Regions from separate parts of the Mus musculus genome. Here region 1 is linked to region 2. A link is a contact called in public HiChIP or PLAC-seq data. All regions are on one chromosome and are shown on one strand. Each heading gives the region's core, a stretch centred on a gene start, on an enhancer-like site or on the middle of the called end of the contact. The rest is flanking DNA. Distances are from core to core; before and after follow the strand shown. Region 1 has its middle 18 kb from the start of Gm39424. Region 2 overlaps Tex2 (testis expressed gene 2).

Region 1 (4,630 bases), core at 2,114-4,613, 430 kb after region 2:
GACATCCAAAGGCATCAGACACGCACATGGGGGGCACATACATATAAAATTTTGAAAATATAGTTTTTTTAGACAGGGTCTCATTATGTAGATCAGGCTGGCCTCAAATTCATAGAGATATGCCTGATTCTGCCTTCCCAGTGCTAGAATTTAAGCTATGCCTAGCCAAAAACAAATAAATAAACAAACAAATGAATGAATATTTTAAATTGTATGGAAAAGATAGACATCTCTTTCTGCCACCTTGGCACCTGCTGGGAACAGGACTACAAAGGGCAAATGTGTCTGGAAAATTGCAGTGCATGGCCACTTCTGCAGGCTATAAGTAGGTCCCGAACCACAGAAAGCACACGGCTCCTTAAAATTGAGGTTATTCATGCTGTTAGACAAGAGATGCACTTACCTATATGAAGCAAAAAGATAGCAGTTGGAGAGATGCCTTGGTTGAGGTACTTAGCGTTCTCCCTGCAGACCTGAGTCAGGTTCCCTACAGCCGCATGGGGCACTGTAACTCCATCTGATCTGGTGCCTCTGGCCTCCTCAGGTCCCTGAACACACGTGTACATACTTACACACAGACACAGACATGATTTTCAAGATAACTCTTTAAAAGGAAACCCCACAGGGACTCCTGCGGGCAAACTGAGCAAAGCCAGCACACTATGGTGGTTCACAAGCATCTGTGAGTTCAGTTCAAGAGAGATCCAGTGCCCTCCCTCTTCTGGCCTCTGTAGACACTGGGTACAGTATATGTACATAGCCACATACACACATGCATACATACATACGTACATGCACACATACATGCAGGTAAACCCTCAACATTGTACAGTACATTAAATAAATATAAGTTTCATCTATTTGCCAAGAGTGGTGGTACACACCTGAATTCCACCATCCAGGGGCAGAGATGGGAGGATCTCTGTGAGTTCAAGGCCAGCTTACAATCTGGAGAAAGGCAACTTGGGCCCCATGGGAACAGTGACTTCTGTGCTCTGGACCAAATTCCTGAGAAACCTCCCCTCAAAAGCCTTTGGACATAGACACCCCCCACACACACACACACACACTGAGATACCTGCACTGCAGTGAACTTAATCTAATAGGAATGGATTTGTTGGGGGAGCTATTCAGCATTTACACTGCAATTCCAGTACTTTGGAGGTGGAGGCACAAAAGTCAAGAATCCAGTGTTATCCTCAGCTACGGAGTGAATCCAAAACCAAGTTGTGTCCTGCCCTACTCGCTTTTAATTTTTAACCCTAAAACTAATCGAGAGCTGGCATCACTCATAATTTCATTTAGGAAGTCGATAGCAGTTTCATCTCTACCTTGGGGAGCTGTGCCGCACAGAGCAGTTAAACAACTTGCTGAAGGCCACACAGCGGTCTGGAGGCGTCCAGCCTGGATGGCAACGCAAATGGAATTCAAGAGCAAGGTTCTAACGCCCTAAACTCTACTGCCTCCCTGTGGTTATCTTTCTAGTTGCAAGGAGCCTTCCAGGCTTTTAAACCTTTCCTTAGGCTGAGTATGCACAGCCAACCTGGTTTATCAGACCCTGCCTCAAAATAGATAAAATGCATAAGTAAATAAATAAACCAATCCCAGGGTGTTTCCCTGGTGGCTGATTCCAGCTTAGCCTGGGGTACCTGGAAGCTGTCTCCTGAATCTTTTTTTTTTTTTTTTTTTTTTTGGTTTTTCAAGACAGGGTTTCTCTGTGTAGCCCTGGCTGTCCTGGCACTCACTTTTGTAGACCAGACTAGCCTCGAACTTAGAAATCCACCTGCCTCTGTCTCCCAAGTGCTGGGATAAAAGGCATGCTGTCTCCTGAATCTTTAAGCCAGGGTCTCATCCGCATGTGAGGACCCACACCTGTAACCCCAGCACTTGGGAAGCTAAGGAGGGAGGATTACTGTGATGTCCTGGCAAAGCCTGATTACAGAGGGAGGATTTACTCTCATTAGTGAACAACAGCAACACAGGGTTTGTAACAACAACAACAGTAACACAGAGTTTGTAACAACAACAACAGTAACACAGAGTTTGTAACAACAACAGTAACACAGGGTTTGTAACAACAACAGTAACACAGAGTTTGTAACAATAACAACAGTAACACAGAGTTTGTAACAACAACAACAGTAACACAGAGTTTGTAACAACAACAACAGTAACACAGAGTTTGTAACAACAACAACAGTAACACAGGGTTTGTAACAACAACAACAGTAACACAGAGTTTGTAACAACAACAACAGTAACACAGGGTTTGTAACAACAACAGTAACACAGAGTTTGTAACAACAACAGTAACACAGAGTTTGTAACAACAACAACAACAGTAACACAGGGTTTGTAACAACAACAACTGTAACACAGAGTTTGTAACAACAACAGTAACACAGGGCTTGTAACCTCCAAGCTGTTGACATTCCTAAGCATGGATGTGTCTTTACTGAGGCCTATTGTATGCATTATGGACGTTCAGAGGCAGTAAAATAGCCCTGTCTCACATGTGACAACCAAAACTGTCTCCACACTGTGACATGCCCCCTGAGGGAAGGGGAATTTCAAAATCTGCCTTTAGAACCAACAATTTAAATAGACTAGAATCTTAGGCTTTTTTTTTTTCTGTTTTTTTTTTTTTCCCTTAAGCCATTACCTGAAAGTTTGCTCTAATGTTTCAATGACCCAGTTAGAAATGGCAGTCATTTGAGGCCTGCTGCAGGCTGAAGCAAAGGAGGGAGGCAATTAATTACTCATTGCCTAACTCCATTCTTCCTTGCCATTGCTTTGGGCCTCTGGCTTCCCATCTGGCCACTATTTGTTGTCCAGGGTAACCAGTCTATCTCAGAGCTGGCTACCTTTCAATAATGACAGAGAGGACTTACCAGGCTTAATTAACTTAGATTTGTAAGGTTTCTTAGGAAGCCCAGAATACAATGGAAGTCTAAGATACCAGGATTCTCACATCCACGTTCTTAAAAATAACAATCCCTCCAAATGGTGGTGGTGGTGAATGCCTTTAATCCCAGTACTCAAATTGGATCTCTTGAGTTCGAGCCCAGCCTGGTCTACAGAGTGAGTTCCAGGCCAATCAAGACTACAATGAGAAACCCGGCCTCAAAACAAACAAACAAATTCCACATAAAAAGGATGACTGTCCAGAGTGTTACATGAACGGGTAAAGGGCCCTTCTGAACTGAACTTGAGGTCAGACAGAGGTAGAGAGAGACAGAGAGATAGATAACGACAGAGACAGACAGAGAGAGAGCAGGCACACGCCTTTCCAGTTGGTTGGCCTTCCTCTTAGCCTCTGCAGCAGGAAATTATTTAAAGTATTTCCTGAACAGCTGAAGTATGTTAGAAACCTGCTAGCTCTCTCCACATTAGTTCCGGGAAGGGAATGATGAGTCATTTCTTTGCACAAGGAGAGGAGAATGTCTTTCCATTTTTACCTGAAAGAGACAGGCTAGATTGTCAATGTGGGAAGCACAGAACACGCTCTGAGGACTTTTGTTTTGTTGGATTGGTCTGTGGTTTTGTTTGTTTGTTTGTTTGTTTGTTTGTTTTGTTGGGGGGGGGTTGGTGGGAGAGGACAGAGTATTACAGAGTCCCAGCTGGCTTTAAACTTGCTCTGTAGTCAAGAATGACTTTGGGGGGCTGGTGAGATGGCTCAGTGGGTAAGAGCACCCAACTGCTCTTCTGAAGGTCCGGAGTTCAAATCCCAGCAACCACATGGTGGCTCACAACCATCCGTAACGAAATCTGACTCCCTCTTCTGGAGTGTCTGAAGACGGCAACAGTGTACTTACATATAATAAATAAATAAACAAATAAACAAATAAATAAAATCTTAAAAAAAAAAAGAATGACTTTGAACTTCTGCTCTCACGTCTCTCCCAGAGACAGAGGCAGGTGGATCTCTGTGAGTTCAAGACCATCCTGCTCCCAAGACAGCCAGAGCTATCTTCGGGTTGGGTAAAAATGAAGTTAACCTCTTCCATTTTAGGCATATCACATAGCTACAACTTATCACAAGAAGAAGCTTCGAGACCCCATCCTATCTCTAGAGGTCTGTTCTCTCCATGTCTGCCTATAAATCTCCCAGTGGGTGCGTAACAAGCATTGTGCCCCAGCAAATTTGAGTCTCCCAAGCAAAACTGTACCAGGGGTCATGAGACTAAGAGATACCTGGGAGCCAGCTGTGACCTTAGCTAACAAATTCTCCCAGTACAATTACACAGCTAAAACAGTAGAGGGGTAGGGAGCAGTTGTCACCTTCAAGGGCAAAGAAGAGGTCTAGAAAAGCAGGCACTTGCTCAGGAGAGAGACAGCTCCTGAGCCAGGCTGGCCCTGCCATTTCTACATGGTTAGGAAGGAATCCTTTCCACCCCACAGTAGTGCTTGAGAAAACTCTTTAAAAAATATGTATTTATTTTATGTGTATGAGTACTCTATCTGATATACCCCTGCATGCCAGAAGAAGGCATCTGATTCCATTACAGATGGTTGTGAACCACCATGTGGTTGCTGGGAGTTGAACTCAGGACTTCTGGAAGAATAGCCAGTGAGCTGAGAGCCATCTCTCCAGCCCATTGGGTAAATGCCCAAGGAGGGGTGCATCTGC
Region 2 (4,725 bases), core at 1,828-4,327:
TATGATGGTAAATAATCTAGTTTTCAGATAATACCTTTTAGTATTAATAAGCATCATAAAATGGGTTAGGCTGGGGATGGAAAGATATCTTAGTGCACCACCACTGACGGACATATTTAAGAATGTATTTGTTCTTAAGAACTTTTAAACCAAGGGGTATTTTGAAGAACTTATTTCAGCTAAGTTCTCAGCTTTGTAGTATTTCACTATAATCTTTGGGTTTGTGTACCTGTGCGTGGGTTTGCCGTGTCCAGGTCAGGTTATATAGTCGGATAAACATCAGAAGATGCTAGATGCCTGCTCTATCTCTCCCAACCCTTTTTTTCTTACACAGGCTTTCCCCCACCTCGGGGCCAGGCTGGCAGCCACACCTTGCTGTTCTTTTTTTTTTTTTAAGATTTATTTATTTCATTTATATGAGTACACTGTAGCTGTCTTCAGACACATCAGAAGAGGGCATCGGATCCCATTACAGATGGCTGTGAGCCACCATGTGGATGCTGGGAATTGAACTCAGGACCTCTAGAAGAGCAGTCAGTGCTCTTAACTGCTGAGTCATCTCTCCAGCCCCCCACCTTGCTGCTCTTCCGTGGGCTGGAGAGTCTCAGTCTGGGCCTCCCGCCACACTACAGGAGTTTGTGCCCCTCTCTCCATTGTCTGGAGAATCTGTGGTGACATCCTTCTTTGGCCCTGGCAGTAATTTGTACTTTCCTCAAAAGCTTCTTTGTTTGAACATAAATTTCTACTACTGCTAAGTTTCCTTCTAAATCCTACATTTCCTTCTAAATTCCCATGAAACTTGCTACATGCTGGATTTCTTGGCTCATTAAATTGGAAACATTTCCTAACTTTCTTTCCACAAGCTATTTAGAAGTATGTTTCATTTTCAAAATTTTGAGAATTTTTAGGATATCTGTTACTGACTTCCAGTTTAATCACATTATGGACAGAGAACATTCTCTCTACACTTTCTCTTTTGTTAACGAGCCAACATTTGTTCATTTCTTGCACTTGAAGTACTTCTGATGGCACCCTTGGCCTGGGATTCCTTGCCACAGTCCTTAGCCACTGTACAGCTGGGGTTTCCCCTCTCCACTCTCCCAGTTACTTGTTGGCACCGACCATAATTAGGCTGACTTGGTGCGGAGCACAGGGCCTCCACCACCCTGAGATATGCAGATTTGTCACAACTGGACACAAATAAAACAAGGGGCTGGGAGATTAAGGCCATGGCAGCTTCATGAACTCCATGTTCGAGGGACAAGAGAGGCCTCCAACATCTCTTCTAAAGCAGAATTAATGTCCCCTATGGCGCCAGCAGCAATGCCTTGCCTAGCTATGACAGCAGGTTACAGAGGGGACTACGTACATCTGGGACACAAGAGTCTCTACCTCCTCCCAACTCAGCAGGGAGAAAAGTAATTTCTTTCTTTTCTTTTTTTCTGAAAGTAAGGGTTGAAACAAGGTTTCTCTATGTAGCCCTGGCTGTCCTAGAACTCAACTCTGCAGACCAGGCTGGCCTTGAACTCCCAGAGCTCCTCCTGCTTCTGCCTCCAGAGTGCTGGGACTAAAGACATGTAAACGCCTGTTAGATTTCACATGACAGGATTTTGATGACAGGTTTCCTCTTTCCTTTAGTGTTTTGAGAGAGTTATTATGTACACCAGTCTGGCCTCCAAATTGAGATCTCCCCATCTTCACCTCTCCAGCATTTAGATTTGCACTATCAAGTTCCAAGAGCACACGCTCTTGTGCTCAGCTATCAACAACGGTTCTATGTGGCTTCAAAACCAACCCCACTGGGGTCACTGGGCAGAGACTTCTCCAAATGCTTTCCTCTCTTTAAATGCATACTCATCTGTAGGGAAACTTCTATCAAGTTTTTAGCTTATTTCTCTGCTTTTCAGATTGGAAAATAGACAACACACCAAAGGTTGTTTGAACAGTCTGGCTGAACAGTCTCTGTGCACAGGTTTTGTTATCCTGAGCCCTCTAAGGACCGGCAGATCAGTTCTCTTCCTAGGTCAGTTCCTGTGTAATATGGTAAACAAAGCCAACCTTCCCCACAATGCTTCTGGGTAGCCACAGAGCAGGAGCTCAGCCCAGGAGCCTGAGGAACAGGCCCCTCCTGGGCTCTGGCTCCACTCAGCAGGACCAAAGTTCAGGGATGAGTAAGCAGTTAGCCTCTGCTGACAGCTCTGACAGATACAGGTCACACTCCATGTTCTGACAAATACCAGGGCAACCTGATCCAGAGCAATGCAAAGGAAAGGAGTTTGAGGCCGAACTACACAGATCAAACCTTACTACTCCAGTGGCAGAGGCAAGGAGCCCAGGCCATGACGCCTGCTCCAACATCTGCCCAGTCTGACCCAGGCAGCATCCCTCCCATCCTCATCTCCCCAGCTGTCCAGCTGCCATGGTCTGCTCATTTTCCCTTCCCTTTCATCTCCTGATCTCCTCCTTCCTGAAATGCCTTTGTCCTTTTATTCTAGTTGAGGCTAAAGTCCACAGCTTCCCAACCTTGGCTAGCTTTAGGAGATCTACGTGCGTGCTCACATTTGACTCTGTAGAAGACTGTGGATAGACGCCCTGGCCACCCGCAGTGTCAGCAAGAATCCCAAGAATCTGGCAGCTCGGGTTCCAACCCAGGCCCCAACACCTGCCAGCGACACCCACCGTGGGGGCTGCTCAGCCCTCAGCCCCCCACTTTTCCATCCTGTAAAGAGGCTCAGCCTAGCTTCCTGCTTTCCTCATCCCAACTCATAGTCTATGTAAACCACAACATTTCTCCATGCTGACAGAAGGCAGGGAGCATAATTCATACAGTAAGAATGGACAGTCTTAAGCACAGTGAGAAAGTACTAATGAGTACTCACAACAGCACCTGGTATCTAGGCTCTTATCGTGTCCCAGAACTTCATGTGTACCATGTGGCTTACCACACCAATTTCCTACCACCACATTCGAAACAAAGCTCAAAACAGGGGAATGACCTGCCTCTTGATGGAGACTGGTACAGCTGGGACCTGGCCTCAGATCTAGCTGACTGAGGTGTGGCCTCCAACCATGGCCCCATGACACGGCCAATAGTCTGGGCAGTGCCTTAGCAGCCTTCAGGTCAAAGCAAAGCTGACGCCTTCTCTGCCCTGGACCTGTTTTGATTGCTTTACTAAACTGCCAGCTCCACAGAGCAGGGAGAACAAGGCCCACCTCAGTCCCAGCAATGTCTCGTGACCGAGCATACGACTGAAGTCTGACTCCGAAAACAGCTCGGAGGGTTAAATGAAATCCTTGGAGCTCAGGAGCTAAACAGGCTGCCCCCAGCCCATAACTCCATGGCACTCCTGGAGACCCACAAAGGAACAAGCTCAACAATTACTTGCAAGGAGGAGACTCCGTCACTGTAATTCCTCAAGGAGAAGAATCAAAGTAAAAGACATAAAACTGCAGAGTAAGAGAATAAGAATCCTGGAGCGACAGGAACTGCTGCTGAAGCCATGTTACATGGGAACCTGGGGCAGACAAGCCTGGGGCTTAGACCAAGATGCTGGCCCAAATCAACTCAGTCTGACCCCCGAGTCTGCCTCTGAGATACCACAATACGTCAAACCAGGTCTCCCTTGCAAAATGCAGTTTCCACATACAAACCTAATTACCTCTTCCTACCATGAGCTGACCCAAATTCTCCCGGTACTTGACTGACACCCTGGGTTAGACTGCATGTGACTTGAGCAGTCAGATACACAGCGCTCAGAGTGGCATGCCTCCCAACCCCCATGTTGCCCCTCCTCCACTGCCCTCTGCACACCCATTCTAACATTCTTAACCCTAAACATAGCGGGTGAGATATTTCTCCAGCTTTATTTTGTTATAGGCATGGGAGTAGGCACAAAGAGCACCGGCACAGGTTGGTGTCGCACTCCAAGGGCCTCCTGTCGTCGTTCCACACACACCACTGAGATGTCACATAAGCCTTGCTTCTTTCTGAACCTGGGACTGTTTAAATGGAGACCGTGCATACCACTGGGACAATGACCAGTCATAGGCAGCAGCTGTCTGGGCTACAGTCTGGACCTGGGACAGCATTTAGGAAAGGTCAGGGGTTTCTCTTCAATTCTCTGCTGGACTCAGAAGCCCCGTTTGGCTGGAAGTACAAACCACAATCTATAAAGAGGGCCATTTAATCCTGGGAAAGATTAAAAGCTACAATTAACCTTTTGCAAAATAATAAAGTCTGGAGGAGCTACTATTGTGCTTGCTCCCAATCACAGTGCCAGGGAAGGGTTCAAGGCCAGCACTCTGTGCTCGGCTGGATGCTGGGCTGGCCAGAGGTCAGACCTGATCCTTTGGCCCCAGGAAGTGATGAGAGTCCTCAGTGTGGCTGGCGCCAGGGCTGACAGCAGAAACTGCAGCATGCTCTTACCCTGTGGCTACACTGGCAATGGGAACTGCCTGTCACTCAGATCCCTGCTCATCCCCAGAGAAAAGCAGCTGAAGCCAGGGCTGCGGCCACTGCTGCTGATGCTCACCTCCAAAATGTACGCACAGGTAGCTGAATTTCACCTGCCCACAAATGCCACACAAACAGGATTTTGTACTTACTGAGTTTAGCCCCTTCTGATATATTGACACTTGGGAGCCAGAGTCACCTAATACAAGACCAAAGATCCTAGGGTTGGAGAACAAGGAACAACTTTGGCGCAAATTTAACTTTACCCCAGA

What was found. HiChIP or PLAC-seq counts read pairs in DNA pulled down with a chosen protein or histone mark.
Region 1: an HNF4G HiChIP or PLAC-seq map of pancreatic cancer cells shows a contact between it and region 2. The contact joins two enhancer-like sites. A contact is called at or near these places in 1 of 39 promoter capture datasets (cranial neural crest), 2 of 115 datasets of contacts at active chromatin or transcription factors (double positive thymocytes and pancreatic cancer cells) and 2 of 9 other capture datasets (adipose tissue and embryonic stem cells).

What each region holds. Positions count from the first base shown.
Region 1 is chr11:106,979,183-106,983,812 of GRCm38.p6, forward strand. No RefSeq gene overlaps it. Among named protein-coding and RNA genes, the nearest start is that of Gm39424, 18 kb to the right of the region's middle. Within about 2 kb of position 3,364, at least 65 of the 459 cell types and tissues checked have an H3K27ac peak or open chromatin away from gene starts, as enhancers often do. A contact at or near this core is called in adipose tissue and pancreatic cancer cells, where this site is marked.
Region 2 is chr11:106,553,859-106,558,583 of GRCm38.p6, forward strand. All of the region lies in intron 2 of Tex2 (testis expressed gene 2), which reads right to left. Among named protein-coding and RNA genes, the nearest start is that of Gm22711, 55 kb to the left of the region's middle. Within about 2 kb of position 3,078, at least 131 of the 459 cell types and tissues checked have an H3K27ac peak or open chromatin away from gene starts, as enhancers often do. A contact at or near this core is called in adipose tissue and pancreatic cancer cells, where this site is marked.